Linked DNA regions of Capsicum annuum: regions 2 and 3 are each linked to region 1. A link is a contact called in public Hi-C data. All regions are on one chromosome and are shown on one strand. The core of a region is the stretch at or near the end of the contact, and the rest is flanking DNA. Distances in the headings are between cores, read along the strand shown. Region 1 holds the start of LOC107847989 (cyclin-D1-1). Region 2 has its middle 98 kb from the start of LOC107848517. Region 3 holds the start of LOC107848517.

What was found. A called contact is a pair of places that touch in the nucleus more often than the background predicts.
Region 2: a contact with region 1 is called in a Hi-C map of leaf, with 3 times the contacts expected there. The contact joins the enhancer-like site here to the promoter of LOC107847989 in region 1. A contact is called at or near these places in 2 of 5 Hi-C or Micro-C datasets (leaf and placenta).
Region 3: a Hi-C map of bud shows a contact between it and region 1, with 4 times the contacts expected there. The contact joins the promoter of LOC107848517 here to the promoter of LOC107847989 in region 1. A contact is called at or near these places in 2 of 5 Hi-C or Micro-C datasets (bud and leaf).

What each region holds. Positions count from the first base shown.
Region 1 is chr11:47,049,989-47,053,000 of UCD10Xv1.1, forward strand. It overlaps LOC107847989 (cyclin-D1-1), which reads left to right and starts at 1,482. Exons shown (of 5, transcript XM_016692628.2): 1 at 1,482-1,942. The coding sequence starts at 1,685.
Region 2 is chr11:46,918,633-46,921,909 of UCD10Xv1.1, forward strand. No RefSeq gene overlaps it. Among protein-coding and RNA genes, the nearest start is that of LOC107848517, 98 kb to the left of the region's middle. Within about 2 kb of position 1,594, at least 2 of the 5 cell types and tissues checked have an H3K27ac peak or open chromatin away from gene starts, as enhancers often do. A contact at or near this core is called in leaf, where this site is marked.
Region 3 is chr11:46,820,569-46,823,763 of UCD10Xv1.1, forward strand. LOC107848517 reads right to left here and starts at 1,328. Exons shown (of 4, transcript XM_047399641.1): 1 at 804-1,328. The coding sequence starts at 1,284.

The DNA of each region.
Region 1 (3,012 bases), core at 232-2,731:
AAACTTTGAAAGTGCACAAATATGACCTTTAACTATTCAAAACTGCACAAATATGACCTCCAATCCTACGTGGAAAAACGCGTGTTCAATACACAAAACTGGGCGCGTTCAGCTTAAAATCTAAGGGTATAATACATAAATATGACCTTTAAACTTTGACAGTGCACAAATATGCCCTTTAACTATTCAAAACTGCATAAATATGACCTTTAAATGACTCTTCACTATTATTTTTTCATTATTTTCGGCTCAAAGATGAAAATAACATCTAATTTCTTTTGTCATTGCGGAAAAATAGCAATATTGAAGATTTATTAATTAGGAGGGTCAGCCTCATACGAAAAAATTGAGCGGGTATGTATATATATTATAAAGCAGAGGTCGAATTTAAGTTATATAATATATCTAAATATTATTTATTTAAATATTAAATTAAAGATGAAACTATACTAATAATAAAAAAATTATAGTTTTAATAAAACATTATTAAATTAATGTTATTAAGGATAGTAGAAGTAGTATATTAAATTAACGTTATCAAATTAACGTAATTAAAAGGTTATTAAATTAACGTTGTTAAAACGTTATTAAATTAACGAGGGGCGGACCTACGTGGTTGCCATGGGGTTCATCCGAACCCCCTCGATAAAAAAATTACATTGTATATATATAAGATAGAAAATGTATATTTATGTATGTATATTAATGTTGAACCACATGAAACAAGACATTTAGATAGCCCAGTGGTGTTATTTGCTCTTTTTGGGCGCTTCCTTCAGCCTACTGTGCAGGTTCGATCCCTTCTAGTGACTGTTTTTTTTTTGCTAATTAAAAAAAAAGATAGGTGTTGCTGCTATAGAAATAAATAGAATAATAATAATAATAATAATAATTTTTTTAAATTAAAAAAAAGTTAGGTGCTGCTACTATAAAAATAAATAAATAAATAATAATAATAATAATAATAATAATAATAATAATAATAATAATAACAATAATTATAACAACAACAACAACAACAACAACAATAATAATAATAATAATAATAATAACAATTATAATAATAATAATAATAATAATAATAAAAACGACGTCGTTTTAACACAAAAACAAAACTTTGACAGTGCACAAATATGACTTTTAACTATTCAAAACTACACAAATATGACCTCTCTCCAAGTCATCCCTTTTAACGATGTGGTACCGTGTGATTGGATTGCCTTTCCACGTAGGCGCGGGTGAGACTCACGCATGGGGTTGCAAAGTTAGAGGTCGTATTTATTCAAGTTTTGAATAGTTAAAGGTCTTATTTGTGCACTACCAAAGTTTAAAGTCAAAGTTATAATTTGGTGTCAAGTTTAAGGTCATTTTTATATATTAACTCTTTTTTTTTCTTGTACGTAGATTTTTTTTAAATTTAATCTATCACAAAACTAAAAAAAATTACAAAATATAAATGATACTCTTAACTATTTATACCAGTGAATGAGATAGCCACACCCAAAACACACACACAAAAAATAAACTCACACTTCCACTTACAGTTCGGCTTCCTCTTCCTCTTCCTCTATCACTTCTTCAAAAGTCCACGTAGACATTCCGGCAATCTTCTCCGATCAAAATCTCCGTTTCCCGGCAATCAAAATGTCCAAAACAGAATGAGTATTTCCATCGATAACCTATCATGTCGTACTCCGATTGCTTCTCCGACTTACTCTGCGGCGAAGACTCCGACACCGTTTTCTCAAACGGAGGAGAAGATTTGCCGGAATGTTCTTCGTCGGATATTGAATCTCAATTCACCGGCGATATTGATGAATCGATTGCTAGTCTTATCGAAGATGAACGGAATTTTGTGCCTGGATTTGATTATATTGACAAGTTTGAATCGCAGTCTCTAAGCGCCGTCGCTAGAGAAGAATCCGTTGCATGGATTCTCAAGGTATCGGCGCATGTTAGATTTTTATTAAATTGGTTTGCTAGGAGTGTTAGTGAAATCAATCGATTCATCGATAGTAAAGTAAAACACCGGTGGTCAAAATGTAACGGCGCATGTTAGATATTTGATACTTTAATTTGCTAAAATATACTTGTAGTTAACAAACACTATTGCATCGATAGCGCAGTAAAACTCCGGCGAGAAATACTGGAAAAAAAGCTCCGGTGAAAAAAATGTATCGGCGCATGTTAGATTTTGTGTTACTTAATTTGCTAAGATATACTTGAATTAACAGTACTATAGCATCGATTCTCAAGGTATTATTTAATCAATTTCATCGATAGTACGGTAACCTCCTGTGGAATACTGTATGCGCGCATGTTAGATTTTTGTTTCTTTTGCTGCTAAAATATACCTGTAGTTAATTGGTATAACTAGTAAATTTTCAATATAATGTGCTCAGAAGTTCACGGGTTTAACCTACAGATACCAATCTCTTATGAAAATGTAAAATAATGCTATAGTCCGTGCAGTTTCGTTTTTTCTTAAACTCTACACATAAAATGAAAGATTTAGTGCATCGGCCTATTTATTTGCTTACTTCTAGTTAATCAAATCCAAATGGTATAAAACTGAATCGAATAATTTTTTTCTTTTTTGAAACTTTTCGCAGGTACAACGCCACTATGGTTTCCAGCCATTAACGGCGTATCTGGCCGTTAATTATTTTGATCGTTTTCTCTACTCTAGAAGCTTGCCGGTAAATTAGTCATTTTCAAGTTTTCCTTTTTGCCCTTTTAATAATGAGAGGTGGCTGGAAATAAAGGACGAAAATAAGTTGGACTATGACAATACTGTCATTGTATAAAATATTAGTAAGAAATGATATATGTAACGCAAAAATTATAAGATCACTTGAGAAATGTTTTCAAATTACTAATTAAAAAAGAAAAAGTTTTCTGAGTATTGATGACTTAAAAGTATATATTGATAGTACTATTTTCTTAGGATGAGATTGTGCGGAGTTAAACACTGTCAAATACTTCTTCTGTTTCGTTTTAGTTGACCTACTT
Region 2 (3,277 bases), core at 344-2,843, 130 kb before region 1:
ATCCGCTTCTGCTGTGAAGAAACCCATAAATGTCCTAGACTATTATTTGCAATTTAAATCCTACGTCATGAATCTAAAATTTCAAAACAACTATTAGATAAAAACCAAAAATTGATGGGATGTTATTCTTTGTTTCTTGTTTCCTTATATGAAGTGGGACATAGATTTTCCTTATCACACATTGATTTCTAAAGCAACATAATTAGTCATGGTATAGCTCTAGGTTGAGAGTCTTAGAGACTGTTAATTCAATTAGCTCCACTTTGTAAAGAACAAAATATAGTATAGGAAACTACATCTTTTTTGTCCTCTGAGTTCAATAATTTCACTCCATTTCGTTTGTGAGTGTCAGTGTATAATTATTAGTAGTGAGAAATTTCCATCTTTTAGTGTATGATTGTGTGGAGTGATCTGGTGTATCAATAAAATATTGACAGAACTAAATTAATTCTCATTTATGTGTTATTTTTATTTTCTTTTCCCTAGGGTAGTCATTACTTACGATTTATTTGGTCATAGATTTCTCAAATAACAACAACAACCTCAGCGTATTCCCCATAAAGTGGGGTTTAAGGAGGTCGGATAGAATGTACGCAGTCCATATCGTTTACCTTCGAAGAGGTAGAGAAGTTGTTTTCGATAGACCTCCGGCTCAAGATAAAAAATTGGAAACAAGATCGTAATGAAACATGAAACATGATGGATGGCGTAACAGAAATAAAAAATAAGAACTAATAAAAATAGAAATAAAAGAAATAAGAAATAAGAGAAATTAGACACCCACACAGTAGTACCATACACTCACAGACCAAAGACATCTACTACACTCATACTCTCCTAACTGGCTGCTCCTACCTATGGATACAGTCCTAGGATTATTAACTCGGCTACACAAAAGCTCTCTTAACTACTTGCTACGACTCACCCACGCACACTAGTCTTCTACCATTATCCGTGACCTCCACACCTTTCTATCTAGGGTCATGTCCTCAATAAGCTGTAACTGCTTCATGTCACGTCTCAAATAATTTTTGAAAAAAAAAACTTGACAAATAATATTTGATTATGTAATTTGTCGTTATTTGTTAAATAGTTCAATTTCCAAATACTCGAAAAAATCACGGGTCAAATTTTATTTTTTGGAAACTTTTAATAGTGAAATATATTTCACAAGTTCTATGGCCAAACACATGGTGAAACTTTACGCAAATCTTCACTCAAAAATGACTTGTCAAAAATATTTGAAAATTTATAACCAAATGCTAGCTTACTTGTTCCAAAAATAATTACTCCTACATACATATCTCGAATTGCAGCTCTATTACCACCGAAGAATTGGGTGCAATAGATGAGACTACGTCTTTCTTAATAAGAGATTTTGAGTTTGAGTCCTGTATATGAAATAATCTTTGATAGAAAACGTTTTCTTCAAATGAGTCCAACGCGATATAAAACTGAATTTATCGAATCTCAATACGTGTATATTGAACAGCGAATCAAGGAGAAAAAAAAAAGAATTGTTGCTCCAGCATAACCAAAACACCAAAAGTCTTTGAAATTTTTACTCTTTATGGAGTAATATTTCTCCTTTACAATTTAAAATTTCAGAGCTAGATTAGTAATGATTTTTAATATTTTAATTTTCAAGTTCTGACATGTGAATTCTTTTAAGGTCAAATTCTGTAATTAAAACCTTGCAAAAGAACTTCAGCTAATGATTATGTATTATTATATTATGATAGGCTTTTTATCCTATATGTATAAAAATAACTAATCTAGCTAAGGTTAATTAAACACTTAGAATTTGGAAAAGCTAATGATGAATTGAATACCTAACTTTGCATTTGACAAAAGAATTGATTCAGCTTAAAAAATATCTTCAAAGATGGAATTAGGAGAGCTTCGTTAGGATACTACCCAGATTCCAGAGCATACCATTAATTAAAAAATACATTATCTCCGTTCATGCTTATTTATTCATGTTTAATTTACCAATTTTTTTAAAAAATAATAAATAAAATGATAAAAGTTTGTATATCACCAGTAAATATTATATAAGTTATCGAATGTTGAAAAATAATAATACATATAAAATAATAATAATAAAGATAAAATACATATAAAATAATAACAATAAAGATAAAATACATATAAAATAATAAATTGCTTTTTAATTTTTTAAAAAGAAACAAGCGAAAAGAAGTATTTATCTTTAATAAACAAGCAAACGTGTACGGAGGAAGTAGGGGTGTACATAGGTTGGGTTGATTCGGTTTTTATTAAAAAAAACCAAACCAATCATGTCGGTTTATTAAAACCAAATCAAACCAACATAAAATTGGTTTTTTCGATTTAGGTTTTAGTCGTTTTTTTTTGGATTTTTGGGTTTTTTCGGGTTTATTAAACAATATTTAGTTTTTACAATTATATTGTGCTTAGATCAAATATGTTTTCACTCATGTGCTAATGAAACCATAATTATGAAAAAATGAGGAGCGAAAAACTCTCTTGAAACTAAAAAGTGAGATGAAGAGTGAAAAGTTTAGGTTCTAAGTTTATATTGGGTTTTGGATCATTTAATTAGCAATAATGGATAAATATTACAACTTAAAGGTCCAAATCTAAATATATATCTACATCTACTTTCAAATTATTGAAAATTACTAAAACTAGTTGAAAAAATATTTAAAAAGTAGATTATAATTAATATTTTATGTATAAAAAAGTTCGAATATTATATCTATACTATATTAAAAGTGTGAAGGGCCTTAAAAATGACGTTTGAACTTTTAGCCCTTTAATAAGCCTCTGCAATAGATAAAAACGTCTTTTTACTATTTTCCTCAATTTATTATTTAATTAGATTAAAGACTCCTAAAACATATGAAAAGAATTTAATAACTCCTAAAATATATAGAAAGAATCCTGATAAACTAAAAACTTTTAGTACTTCATAATTTAAAATTATAAAGAAGAATAAGTAGAATATTATGAATAAAATTGTAGGACAAGTCAAAGTTAAAAAAGGAAGAAATCGTTGTCCACATAAAAAAAAAGGAGGCGTAAAAATTTATATTTAATTATATGATTTATAAATGGAAAACTTGATAAATAGAATAAATTTAATTTATTGTTCCTACGCATGAGTTTTAGGATTTAATAACATATATTTGTTGATTTTGATTATTTAATCTAAGTAATATTTAGTACTTCTAAAAATAGAATTTTGACTTATATAAAAAATATTCTTTATAATTCTATTTAAGTAATATTTTGG
Region 3 (3,195 bases), core at 78-2,577, 230 kb before region 1:
ATAATACGATAAACAAATTACAACGGGGAATATATAGTAATAGAAATCAAAGGAACAAGAACCTACAACTTAATACTACTAGTAGATAAGCGAGCGAGACTACACTCAACTATTTACTAACCTCCTACGCTAATCCGGGTCCTCCATAATATTTAATTTAATTTCTCTAATACCCCTATACGATGTTTAGCATAAAAGATCTACATTCCTAAGTAAAATTGAAGATTGACAGAACAATTCCAAATAATAGGCATACTAGGAGTTCCCACTGCTAATAGGTATAACAATGCTCAGCTTTTATTAAATCCTTAAGGTGATAAACGATTCATTCTCAAGTTGTAACTAACTATGAACAAATATATAACTGGTTCATTGTTTCCCATCAATTCAGTTGCATATGATTTGATTTTTTTTTTTCCTAGCAAGAACATTGGGATCCTATGCCCAACAGAAGGCTCATAACACATACATCAACACCCATATAATCCCACAAGTGGGGTCTGGAAAGCTAGGATGTATACCGACCTTACCCCTACTTTTGCAGGGCAGGCTCATAACACATACAACAATAACATATCTAGTATAATCCACTTGTGTTACAGGGAGGGTACGATGTAAGCAAACCTTTGCGGGGAAGGCTGATAACATATACAACAACAACAACATACACAGTGTAATCCCATAAGTGCGGTACAGTGAGGCAAGAATATACGCAGACCTTAAACCTCCTATCTTTGCAGAGTAGACTCATAACACACAGTAATAAAAATTTACAAAAACCCAAATCTTGAAAAGAACTTTACCTTTATCCTGCTGAACATTTTTGGCACTTGCATTAACAGGATTATTTTTAAGCTTATTAATATTAGCAAGCTGAGCTTTTCTACTCTGCTCAATTTCTTCCATCAGCTTATCTTCAACTGCAGTATCATACACTTTATCAACTCCAAACCCCTTAGGCTTGTGTTCTAACCACTTCTTCATATTTCTTAACGGCATAATCACCTCATCATCATCATCCTCATCACCAATAAAATCATCCACATCAACATCGTCATCATCATCAAGATTGTCAATTTCTTCCACTTCTACCTCATTCTTGAGTGCAGATAGGGACAGCCCAGTTCTTTTTTGCCATAGAAGAGAAGGAATGGTTGCATGGGTCAGTTTATTTGAGTGGAAAAACCAGTGGGTTGGAGGAATCTTGGAAAGAAGTTGTGAACTTGGGATGTAATTCATGTTACAACATTGGGGTTGCCTTGTATAACTTGCTAGGCTAAGCATTTTCAATAACCAAGAAAATGTAGTGAAACTTGATATACAGGTGTAGGTATGTTGACTTCTTATAGTTCTTTGTTATCTACTTGGGTTTATTAGTCAATACTTACTCCGTCTTATTTTATCCGTCCTAAATTTTTTAATTTAAATTTTACTTATTCTTTTTTATTTATATAAAAGAAATTTTGTTTTTCCTCATTACACCCTTGATGTAAGTTATTATTTTCTGTTGTTAGTATTCTTAAAAAATATTGCAAAAGAAGTACCGTTAAAAATATAAATGGTGTTTTATTATTAGTCATCATCAATATTAAAACTAATAATAAGACACAAAAATAAAATAGTAAAATTACGTTATCAATCATTATTTTTTTAATAATTATAGCATTTCAATTTTCAACTGGTAAAATAAGACGGAGGTAGTATCAGTTATCAATATAAGCATTTGGGGGAGAGGGTGGGGTTGGGGGATTTAGCTGAGGTTCATAGGGGAGAGTGGAGATGAAGAGTAAGATTTTTGTGGGCTTTAGTGACATTTGGATTGGATTGGATTGGGAGCCCAAATAATAAAATATGTACAAGGAGTCTTTACTTAAATACTCATTCAAATACTGTTTACTTTTTTTAATCGGTACATGTAGATTATACATTTGTTTGCTGCTTTTAATTCAAACAACTGGGTAATTGGCTATTTAGGTTAGTTTTACATGAGAAATCTTTACACAAATAACTGACGGACTTTATCATCTTTAGACCTTTAATTGGAAAATAATTATTATTATAGAGTTTGATTTTATAGAGGTGAAATTTTATGGCTATATTCTAGAATTATACTTGTGAAATTTAAAACTCATGATAATATCTATTTTTCAAAAATAAAATCGAAAAGCGGCTAGTCAATAGTATTATTTTGCTCATTTTGTGATGTTTTATGTTTGTCCTAGACTTAAGATCCATAACCTAATTAAAATAAAAAGGAAGTTCACAAATTAAAAAATTATCTTTGGATTTGAAGATTACTAGAATCAGATGAGAAACGTCCTCTACGAATATACCATAAAATATAATCCTAATTCATGAACGTTATATACTTTCTTGAACAATTTGTTCGAAATATGAAGTGGGAAGTTATCAAGTATTAGTCCAAAATAGCATTGTAATTCAGTTGATAGTTCAAAATGAAACTTGGTAATTGGAGGGAAATTTTATCATGGATGAGTCTCAAATATGATTTGGTGTGTGAGGATTACTTTTTGAATTAAAAAAATGTAGGCTCCTGTGTGAGGGATTTCTTTTTGAATAAAGAAAAAATATGTGGGCCATTTGTTATTCATCTCACCCTTTATTGTTATTTTCTCCCTTCCCTCCTTTTTAACTCATAGCCTTTTCTCTCCATTTCTTTTTTTTCCCCTTTTAATTTAATTCTTTTGTAACCTAATTTTTTTTGGATTAATTTTGTTTGCGCATAACTCGATTAGTTTTATGAAATACTGAAAAGAAATTACTCTATTTATTTCGATTGAAAATTAAATTTGAGACCTCAAGATACTCTATCCACTTTGTTGAACCACTAGATCACACTCTTAGGCGTAATTATTTTTACGTTTTTCATCACTATTTACTTTTTATCTTTTCTAAAACCTAAAAATTTCATAAAAAATATGGTCAAGCACAATTCCAACTCTAATTTTTTAGGCTCTCATGGCCAAACTCTTACTTAATATTAATTATTTATGCATACTAATTAATTATAAAATATTTAATTAAAAATGACAATGAATTGAAATTATCGGAGAAATTATGATGTTAATCTGTACAAAAATAAGAAAATTAACTTTGTGAATGTTTACTCTTCAAATATAACTTTAATGACGAAAATACAAATTAAAATTATTTTTTTAATTATTTTTTACAGGT